2 separate regions of the Dromaius novaehollandiae genome follow, and region 2 is linked to region 1. Evidence: chromatin contacts called from public Hi-C data. All regions are on one chromosome and are shown on one strand. The core of a region is the stretch at or near the end of the contact, and the rest is flanking DNA. Distances in the headings are between cores, read along the strand shown.

The links. Hi-C and Micro-C count contacts between places; a contact is called where the count stands out from the background.
Region 2: a Hi-C map of liver shows a contact between it and region 1, with 5 times the contacts expected there. The contact joins the promoter of KCNA4 here to the enhancer-like site in region 1. A contact is called at or near these places in 2 of 4 Hi-C or Micro-C datasets (brain and liver).

The regions. Positions count from the first base shown.
Region 1 is chr5:56,508,871-56,513,808 of bDroNov1.hap1, forward strand. It overlaps KCNA4 (potassium voltage-gated channel subfamily A member 4), which reads right to left. Exons shown (of 4, transcript XR_010389456.1): 3 at 89-144. Among named protein-coding and RNA genes, the nearest start is that of KCNA4, 210 kb to the right of the region's middle. Within about 2 kb of position 2,586, at least 1 of the 2 cell types and tissues checked has open chromatin away from gene starts, as enhancers often do.
Region 2 is chr5:56,719,035-56,723,972 of bDroNov1.hap1, forward strand. KCNA4 (potassium voltage-gated channel subfamily A member 4) reads right to left here and starts at 2,297. Exons shown (of 4, transcript XR_010389456.1): 1 at 1,627-2,297. It overlaps LOC135328661 (a long non-coding RNA gene), which reads right to left. Exons shown (of 3, transcript XR_010389621.1): 3 at 4,176-4,244.

The DNA of each region.
Region 1 (4,938 bases), core at 1,336-3,835:
TCAACAAGCAAATTTTCAAAAACTACAAAACTGATAATTTGTCTCCTTTCCATTTCAAGGTATATGAAAAAACTTCCTATACATTTACCTGTCCATTGAGATAACAGGTCATATCTTGTCTGGAAAGTGAGTGGAAATGAAGCTCTGGAACAGAAAAATTAACAATTAAGTCCTCATATTGCAAGTATTACCTTTTGTACATGGCCTAGTAAATCACAGCAGGAGTCTTTGGATCAGTAAGAGCTGTCAGATCAAACCGACTCTGTTTCCAGAACTGTGCACCAATGACTTAGAAGGGTCAAATTTTATTTTTCAGGCTGAAAAGATATGCTCATGTTGCTTTTTCCTAAACACAATTACTTAAGTTATACCATTAAGTAGTTGCTGACTTACAAAAGCACAGGGTGATTATATGGTACCATTATACTGCAGTTTCACTTCACGCTCTTTTTTCACTGCTATGCCTAGAACTGCCAGAGGAAGGCAGAAGTTGAACATATTTTCTCTAACAAATTATAGAAAAACATTTACGACTACTTCTCAAAGCAGGCTGTGAATAAACAATAGATGGTAGAGAGCTTTCTTTACACTAAGAACTGTATCTGAATTATGAATTTCAGTCTTGAAAAGAAGTAAGTGCTGCAAAATGATCAGGTAAGTGGCTGACTGAGAGAAGAAAGAATAATCACAACAGGAAAACACATAAACACCTTGCCAAATTAATGTGCATTTTTAAATGAAAGGAGAAATCACTTCACACAAAATGTTGAATTCACAATATTTTAAATTTGGAAGACTTCTTGTAGTTAATTGTTACCAAAAAACAGTTCAGTTTCTTGACAAGTATTAACATGGGCAGTTGTCCATGCTAAATAAAAAATGTCATATCCTTCCAAACTACAGGGCATGCATCTGCACAGAGAAGCCATCTTTTTGACCTGTGCACAGTGGTATGTTAGCTTACACATGATAAAGTGTAGAGGCCTTACAGTGAAGAAATACTTTTTGGGCCAACGCTCTGGGGGTCCCTATGTTATTTTTATATTATTTACGGGACATGAGTAGGAAAAATGCTTTTGCCGTTATGGAATAGGCCTGTACTTGACAATGATAGACTTCAGCTTCTACTTCTGATACAGAAATTCTACAGCAAAGCAATTTCTCTGGCCACCATTTTACAAAAATATTTAGGAACCTCATGCTGTAACAGTAGAACCAAATAATATGTCTGAAGTCTTAATTACGAAGAAAAGAACAAAACCTCTGCCTTCAAAACTGATTTTTAAACTAGTCTTAAAGAGGACATTAATTCTCACACTTGATTTCTGCCTGCAGTCATCACAGGATGGTTAAGTGGGACTGAACTGAGCCACTTTAGCATGGATGATATCAAAGGAATTACCCGTTTCAGAGTGTTAGACATTCAGTAGAGAGTACACTTCTCTCTGTGTTGTCTGAAGCTAACATGCCTGCTTGCAAGAAGGTACAGGGAGTGAGAACAAATTGTCAGATGACAGGTCAGAAAGTATCCCTGACCAGAAAGTTGAAGGAGGTAAGGGAAAGGGAAAGATCTACTGCATTGCTTTTAATCTGTGTTTCATCAGTGCCTTTGGGTGACAGCGTTCAAATCTGACCTTGTCCCAGCTACTTGTGGCTGTTAAAGAACAAATACCTTCTCCCACACTCCACAGTGTCCTGAACAACAACCTTTAAAATAGCAGTTTTCACCATTCCAGGTGACACAGCTCCACTTTTCACAGGAGGGCTGAAAATACATCAGTAGGTGAAAGATGGAAGAAATGTGGAGTAGAGGTTGCAAAGCTGATACGGGTTTGGATCAGCTCTGGAACAATAAACTAAATACAGTGGGCTATAGTGATTTTGTATGGTGTTTCCATGTACTTATGTACATAATCCTTAGAAGGGAAAGAAGCAGTGCTCACTACAAACTCTTTACTGAAGTATCATTTGTGCTTGTTCATACTTAGTGAGGTTAAAAGACACTATAAAGAGCTGATCCTCATTGTACTTCTAACAGCTATGCTCAGGATTAAAAGAAGTGATAGTATTTTGAGATTACAGGAAACTACATTTTACAATGAGAGATTATGTCCCTTTTGCTTCAGCACCAAAACTGAAATAAAATAGAGCTATAAAGGCCCTATGTTATTCTCTCTCTCTTTTCAGTTTCTAGATCATCCTGTGCACCTAAACCTGATGGATTAACCCCACATGGTTGTATTTATTTGAAGAAAGATAGGGATGAAGAAACTACATATGCAGTAAGAGTTGGAAACATCCCATTAAAACCCTGCTTACTGTGTTGGTTATTTTTTTTTCCCCCCAGCATATGAAATAAGAAGAGATGATCATTTTGAAACACAAGAACTGCAGTTTCTGTTACAACAACATCTAACAAATTCTGGAGGCATACCCCTTGCTTGTATTCCATGTTAAGGTAACTACCTTACAGTTCTAATAGTTTAAATCATGAGAGAGTCTGCTCACTCTACCAAACAGTTAACAGTGCCTCTGCCTAGGCCTTTGAACAGCTATACAGGTTCAGGGCACTGAACTGCTTAAATGCTGTTTGATGTGCCTGTAAGTCATTTATATGCTTTCAAGGCAAGGGTCTAAAAATATGCTAGGATAAAACAAAACAGCCTTCTCTCTACCCCAAAAAAACCTCTCAAGCTATAAATGGCTGTGTGAAAAGGCTATAATATAAAACAAAGGTCTGTGGTTTATCTGGCACATACCTAGTTGCTTCTAGTATGCTGGGAGGTAGAAATAAAACAAATGTTTCTGTAACAAACAAAGGTTTCTATATCTGGATGGATTTTGAAGTTACATCTTGTTCATGTTATTTTTTCCCCCTTTCTCATTTTCATGATTAATACATTTCCCTTCTCTTTGAAGATGCTTCATTATTTTCTACTTTCATTAGTCATTCTTGCTGGGGTGACTACAATCCATGACTAGAACTCAAATTAGGCTAAAAATAATAAAATACAACAATAATTACAAGGAAATGAATTAACATTTACAGATTTTTCACTCTTCCTTTTTATGTGCCCTGTTATTTGGTCAATCTCAGCAAGTCCAAATGTACTGAGGTCAGTTCTGGAATATTTACTCACAAGAAAAACTAGATGAACAAGACTCTGGGAATATTCATTGTACCAGCTACCAGTTTTCTCGTCCAGAAAAATGAAATTACTGTAATCAGAAGCTTTATATGAATATCATTTTGCAGTAAGCATTTGTCTTTTGGGGGGGGGGGTTGTTTTTTGTAATGAACTGCATTGTAATGTTCACTCCGAATGCGTTAAACTTTCCATGAAATAAATGCATTTTTGTATCTATACTGAAGAGATTTAGCTGGATTTAATATCCAACATTAGGAATCTATCCTTGAATCCTTTCAAGGGCTAAGGATATATTCAACAGATCCAAAGCCTTGTCTAATAGGAAGGGTGCAACAATAGTGCAAATTTAGGCTAATATAGCTAAACTAGTGCAATGGTTAACATGTATTCTGGTAGTCTGGCCTATGAGTACCTTTCTACTTAACATTAAGTCAATCGGGATTGTATTCGAGCTAAGTGATAAAAGTATCCACAAAGATTTTGGGTTGTCAGAGGTAAGCCCTTAACACTAGAGAGCTCACTAATACATCCTGACTAAAGCAAATAGCAGAGATACATAGTCAATCCTCAAAGGTTGGTTGTTACTTGGACAGTACAGGTACTGTTTCTAAAATTGTTGTTCCACTACCATTTTCTATTACTTTGTTTATGGAAATATACAGCTATTCCTTTGTGAAATTAACTCTTAATTATGCTTATTCCAATTAAACACAGCTAAATTAATATGATAGCAGTGTGTCCCGCATCACTCAAATACAAACCATTATGTGCTGTATAACAGCAAAGATGGTGCTTATTCCATAGGAGAAACAACAGACAAAGAAAGATGAACATGCACAGCAAAACTAAATACTGAGAAAAATCTGTCCAACCTCATAGGAAATACTCTAAGCAGATGATGTACCAGCCACTTACAATTTCATATAGCACTCACAATAAAGGAAATACGAGGAGGAGAAAAATGAACTAGCTTGACTGAATATAACCCAGCATTTGTTCCCAAGTCACTGAGGTCCAGAGAACCGATGACAGATTGAGACCCCAGCCAACAAAGTAAAGGTAGCAGAGTAAGTTTCTTACTCATATTCTTTAGTGAGCATTTATAAAATCATTTTTTTCTGTGATAAGATTCAACTCCATGTAAAGTAAATGTCAAGACAGAAGGTGACAGCAGAAGACATGATTACTATTGAGTGAACTTCTAGAATGCCCTGGACATAAACTTGTCAATGCAACTACTATTTCTCCTTCAAGTAAAGGAAGAAGTCACGAGGAAAATACAAACAGTTTTGCTCATAAAAACAAATTTGGATCATAATAAAAGATTTTGAAGTTTGACATCTAGGAACAAGGATGAAAAATCCCATAGTAGGAATGCTGTAATATTAATATTGTCAAAAAATGAATTATTTTCACATAATAAAGCGCTAAACATTCTTTCACATATTTTTGTTTTGGTAAGACGCAAATTCACATCAAAGGTTTCTGTGTCCTTTTTAATTGCATGACACTTCAGGAAAAGGCATTCTTTGTTCTTTTTTATTTCTTTTTTATCTTTACATCTTCACTGAATTACCCTTTCTAATGACAGCAAATATTTCCCCCAATTTCAGGCCTTGATATGAGGGCAGTCACAGCCTTTCATAACCACCATGAATTATGTTTAATTAATGAAGGCAGTAAATAGGATAGCAATTGCATGTAAATGAAATAATCACTGTTATTTTTAAATGCCCAAAATAAAACATCTTAGAAGAGATCAGAAAACAACAATTTCCCTGTTTGAATA
Region 2 (4,938 bases), core at 1,047-3,546, 210 kb after region 1:
TTGCAACCTCCATTTTTCAACTGCTTGTTTATCGCTCAGTGCTAAGTAGTTTGGTTTATTTATGGTGTAACCTTAACTTTCACTATAGAAAGTTCAAAGGCATTTGCATTTGGAGGGCAGTCTCTTGGACACAGAGCAGGGCAACACAGAAGTAACACTGAATCTACATTTTGGAAAACCACAGATCTGCATTTTCTTATTGTCCAGAATGTTTGACACAAACCACTGGGCTTTGTTAACAAGAATGTATGCAACTCTCAGACTGGACCAGGAAACAGCTGAGGCCTTGTCCTTTCATCCACCAAGCCCCTTTATTTTTGTTAACCTCCCGTGGCTATCACAGATCAGATTGAATTCATGACATTCATGATCTTGCAGGCTACAAAGACTGCATATAGGAAGAAAAAATATGCAAAACAAGGGATACCTGCTTTCCAGAGATGTTTCAGGTCTTTAGTTCATCATTGCAACCAAATGCAAATAGTCTCTTTCCTCATAATTTGTCCCTGGTAATGCTTTGGCATAGCAATCTTATTATTGTTTAATATCACTACTCAGGGAGCTGAAGGTAATTCCAGCTGTCACTCTATTTACACAGTGAGGAGGTCTTTGCAAATCCTTTCTTCAGCCTGTCAACAACGTCTCAAACCTGGGAGCGGCACCCAGGACGTCCGCAGCAGTGGTAAGAGAAGGAGGAGGAAGAGGAGAAGGAGGAGGAGGAGGAGATGAAGACTGAGAAACTGGCTCTGAGGTCCCCATAGGGCATAAGGGAGTGGATGGGTCACCTTTTGGTTATGGTCATGCAGAAGAAGCACTTAACCTGAGGCACATGCACAAACACACAAAAATAAACAAAACAAGAAGGGAAAAAGATTGGATTGTTTTTCTAAAAGGTCACACTGATCAAATGAAATTGTGTCATTTATTGCCACAGTATTCAAACCTTCCCCTACCCACACTATTCACACTTCTACATTACACACACACCCACATCACATGCACAGAGATTTTGAACGACTCTGTGGGTAAGGATGTGGGTGGGTATGTCACATATATAGAGAGATATAAAATCCCCACCCATATAAGCACTTGCATCCACACACAAACACATGCATGCTTCTGAGACAGTAACACATATAAACACTAATAAAAATACTGCAATACACAATGCATTCAAATTGAGTACATACATATACAGAAACCTACATATATCTATATAAAATATTACAAGAAGAAACATATCTACACAAAGAGCTTTTGGAGTATCTCTAGAAACATGTAAGAGGCAAGAATGTTATGTTTTAATTTATAACTGAATTGTGTTTCAATTATAATATCTTACTGAATTTAATTTGAAAATGGGCACATAAAATTCTCAGTCAAGTAAAAATACTGTGATATGGTGTGTCAAGGAAACACAACTGCAGGTGCAGTGAAGCAACATCTACATGCAAGCACATACACAAAAAAATACACACACCCCTTTGAAACAGAACCCTCATTTACAGCTGTAGCTATTAATACATGACAGAAGGTGAATACAGACTGTTAAATGACATTGCTATTTTTAAAATTGTACCTACATGTCATGCATAAAAAGATCTTAAAAAATGCTATTATACTTACTGTTCCTAGGCAGAGAAATAGCAGTGCTGTTCTTGCTAGTGTAAGGATCTGGAGACAGCAGTCCTGAGGAGGGGGCTGTGCCAACCGATCTACGTTTTCAGGTGTGTAAGGTCAGTCAGCACCACAGGTTGATGAGTTATTTTTCTCCCTTCTTGCCAGTTGCAACAAGAGTGCCAAGAGCAAGGCAGCAAAGCAGCCTGAGCTGGGAGCACTCTGCACTGCCACGGACACTGCTTCTCGCCCAGGCATTTGCAAAAAGGCAAGAGTCTTGTTCCAAAACGAAAAAAATGAAGGAGGCGAGTGTGTTTGTGAGAGAGAGACACAGAATGAATGGGTGAGCGTGATCGCCAGTCTTTCCAAGCCCAGCTTTTTCTGTAGGTTTGTAAATCACCATTAAATAATCCGCGTACCAAACCTGATGGTAGGACAGGTGTCGCTTCTTGCAGTTTCTCCCTCCGGCACGTCCAGGCAGCAGTGGCTCAGGCAGCAGCGGCTCGCATCCTCCACTTGTTGTGCCGTTGGTTGGCACCGCTTAAAAAAACAAACAAACAAACACCCCGCACCAGGAAAAAAGAGGAGAAAGCAGCTCTCTGCTACAAGGCTTCCACTGCCTGCTGGTCACAGCCGCAGCCGGCAGCCGCGCTGCCGGGCGCCCCCGCAGCGAGCCCTGTTGCTCCGCGGAGCCGCCGCCCGCGGTGCCCGCGCGCCGCCAGGAGGCCGCCGGGCCGCGGCCGCTGCGCTGCTCCCTGCCTTGGCCAGCGCGGCGCAGCCCAGCCCAGCCCAGCCCAGCCCAGCCCAGCCCAGCTCGCCGTCGGCCCCTCGCGGCCGCCGGCCCGCACTGCTCGCCGCTCCCCGGCCGCCCTCGCCCCCTCTCTTTTGTGTCAATCTATAAATTACTGAAAGAAGCGTTCCCACACTGAATAATGCATACGCTGGCCAACAAAACTTTAGGCTCAAGGCAATGCTACAAGCCCCGTCTTCTGTTTTGTTTTGTTTTGTTTTTAGGAAGAAAAATATGCTGTCGAGGTGGCTCAGGGAATTTCAAAATGAAGCAGAGAAAAAAAGTTTCCCAGAACAAGGGAAAATCTGGCCCCACCTCGGCCCTGCTGACTTGTTGGCCCCAAACCCTCAAATGGGTTTGGTCCAAACCAGCGAACAGTTCCCATTGTTCCTGTCCTCCATCACACCCTGCTAGCAGCGCCCTGCCAGATGCAAGGGTCTTGCAAATGAAGCCCATTTTACTTCCACGCTTACATCTATTTCAGCATGGAAAAGTTGGTCCCATTTCACAAAAAAAAAAAAAAAAAAAAAAAGTGTATTTGGTAGATGAGACCTATGAAAACAGTCTTAACATCTCTGCCAACGATGTCAAAATTTTGCTCCCTCTGCCCCAGTCTGTAGCACAAGCAGTGAATAAACTGGCTATTCCTTTTGCACATGTAAAATCCAAACTGTGACCAATTCCTCTCTGTAAGTAAGCCCCATGAAAATGCAGCTTGGCTATATTTGACATCACAGCTACAATCCTGCCACATCAATAAAAAAACGATGTGTAGGCACTTCTACTTCACATGGAAAAAGACAAGACAGATTTTGGTGCTTTATAGCCCAATACATCGGGTCATAGCAAGGGCAAATCAAGAGCAGCACTCACTCCAAACACTCGTCTCAAGGTGTAACAGCTGGAGGCAGATTTGACACATGCAGAAAGTGCATCAGGCTTTTTTTTTTTTTTTTTTTTTTTTTTTTTTTACCACCAAGGTCCACTCCTTCTACACAGTCCAAAAGAATCTAGAGAATCTGGTGACTATTTCCCTTCAGAGCCCCAGTGGTATAACACATATTAGCCATGTTATCTTTCTGTCTCTACTGCCTACAATGATTAGTGTCCATACTATTAATCCCATTAATTTCAGTCAGCTGCCATATGGCTATGTAAGGGAGAGGTAATGATCAACCAAATAAACATACTGAATGCCAGGCATCAAATGAGTTCACAACGGTCTTGCCAAAAGTACTGGAAATGTGTAAATGGCAGCTATTGCTAACCAATTTTCCTTCAAATTCTACAGTCAATATATAGTGAAAAATATATAGGTATTCCTAACGTCATCCCAAATTCCATTAAACTACAAAGTGAGGTCACAAGAACACTCCAAAATGTCAATGCTACTGGAGGCAAGGTAAAAACATTCTACTAATTCATTTCCAATACCAAAACCCAGATTCTTCTGCAACCCGCCACAAAAGTATACCAAAGTCATAGATCAAACACCTATCATTGTTTAGTCAGACGGACACGTACGATGCCATAAAAATAGGTATCACAGGTACGATATGATTAGAAACACAGAATTCTTCCTACTTCATTAATATTTTAATTCTAGAGGCAAACATTTGGCAGAAGTCAGATGCTCTAGGAAGTTGTGTGTTTTATTTTATCAGTAGGACCTTTTTTTTTCCTTTTTGAGGTGTTTCAAGGGATTGGGACAAAAAAAAAAAAAAAAAAAAAAAAAAGGCGCTACTCTAGCTTTTACCTTTCTTCCAAAGTTTCAGATGCATTTGCTCATCATCTCACATGCCAATCTTAAACTGAAACAGTCAATGGATATCTGAGTCTGAGGAAAGACAAGAGTAGAAACAGATCAATCACTTTCACTTTCCTATGCCTTTTTGATGATTATTTTTTTTTTAATGAGCAAAGAAGAAGAGGTGATATATAAAACAGGTGATGTACACAATTAATGGGAGTAGCAGAATAATTTTTCTGTAACATTTTAAAAAATCCCTTCTAATGTGTTAGGCATGATACAAATACATATGATACAATCAAATTCACAGGTCTTATTTGATCCAATTTTTTAAACTGATTTAAAAGCAAGAGACAAACTTTAAGTATTTACAGATGAATCCTGTGAATCATTTCATTCAGGTTTATATTTTCACAGTATTCAAAGAGCAATTTTTATCTAAAAGATACTATATTCCCTTTGCTCCTTCATATTCATAAGGGATACTATTATTGGCAGAACAAAGAATATGTATGTCATTATCTTCGATAGTACCATTGTATTAAGAATATTACAGCATAGCAAAGGATCTGTAAGGTATGCTATTATACTGATTTGTTCTGTTCTGCAGTAATGCGGAGGAGAAACATGCATCATTATTGTTTATCTGTGTATAGAGTGCCAGAAGAAATACATGACAATTTAATACATTTTCATGCACAGGGGACATGAAATTCAAAAAGCCTAACTTACGTTGCTACGCCCAATATTAATTTATGCTACCCTACAATTGCTGCAATTC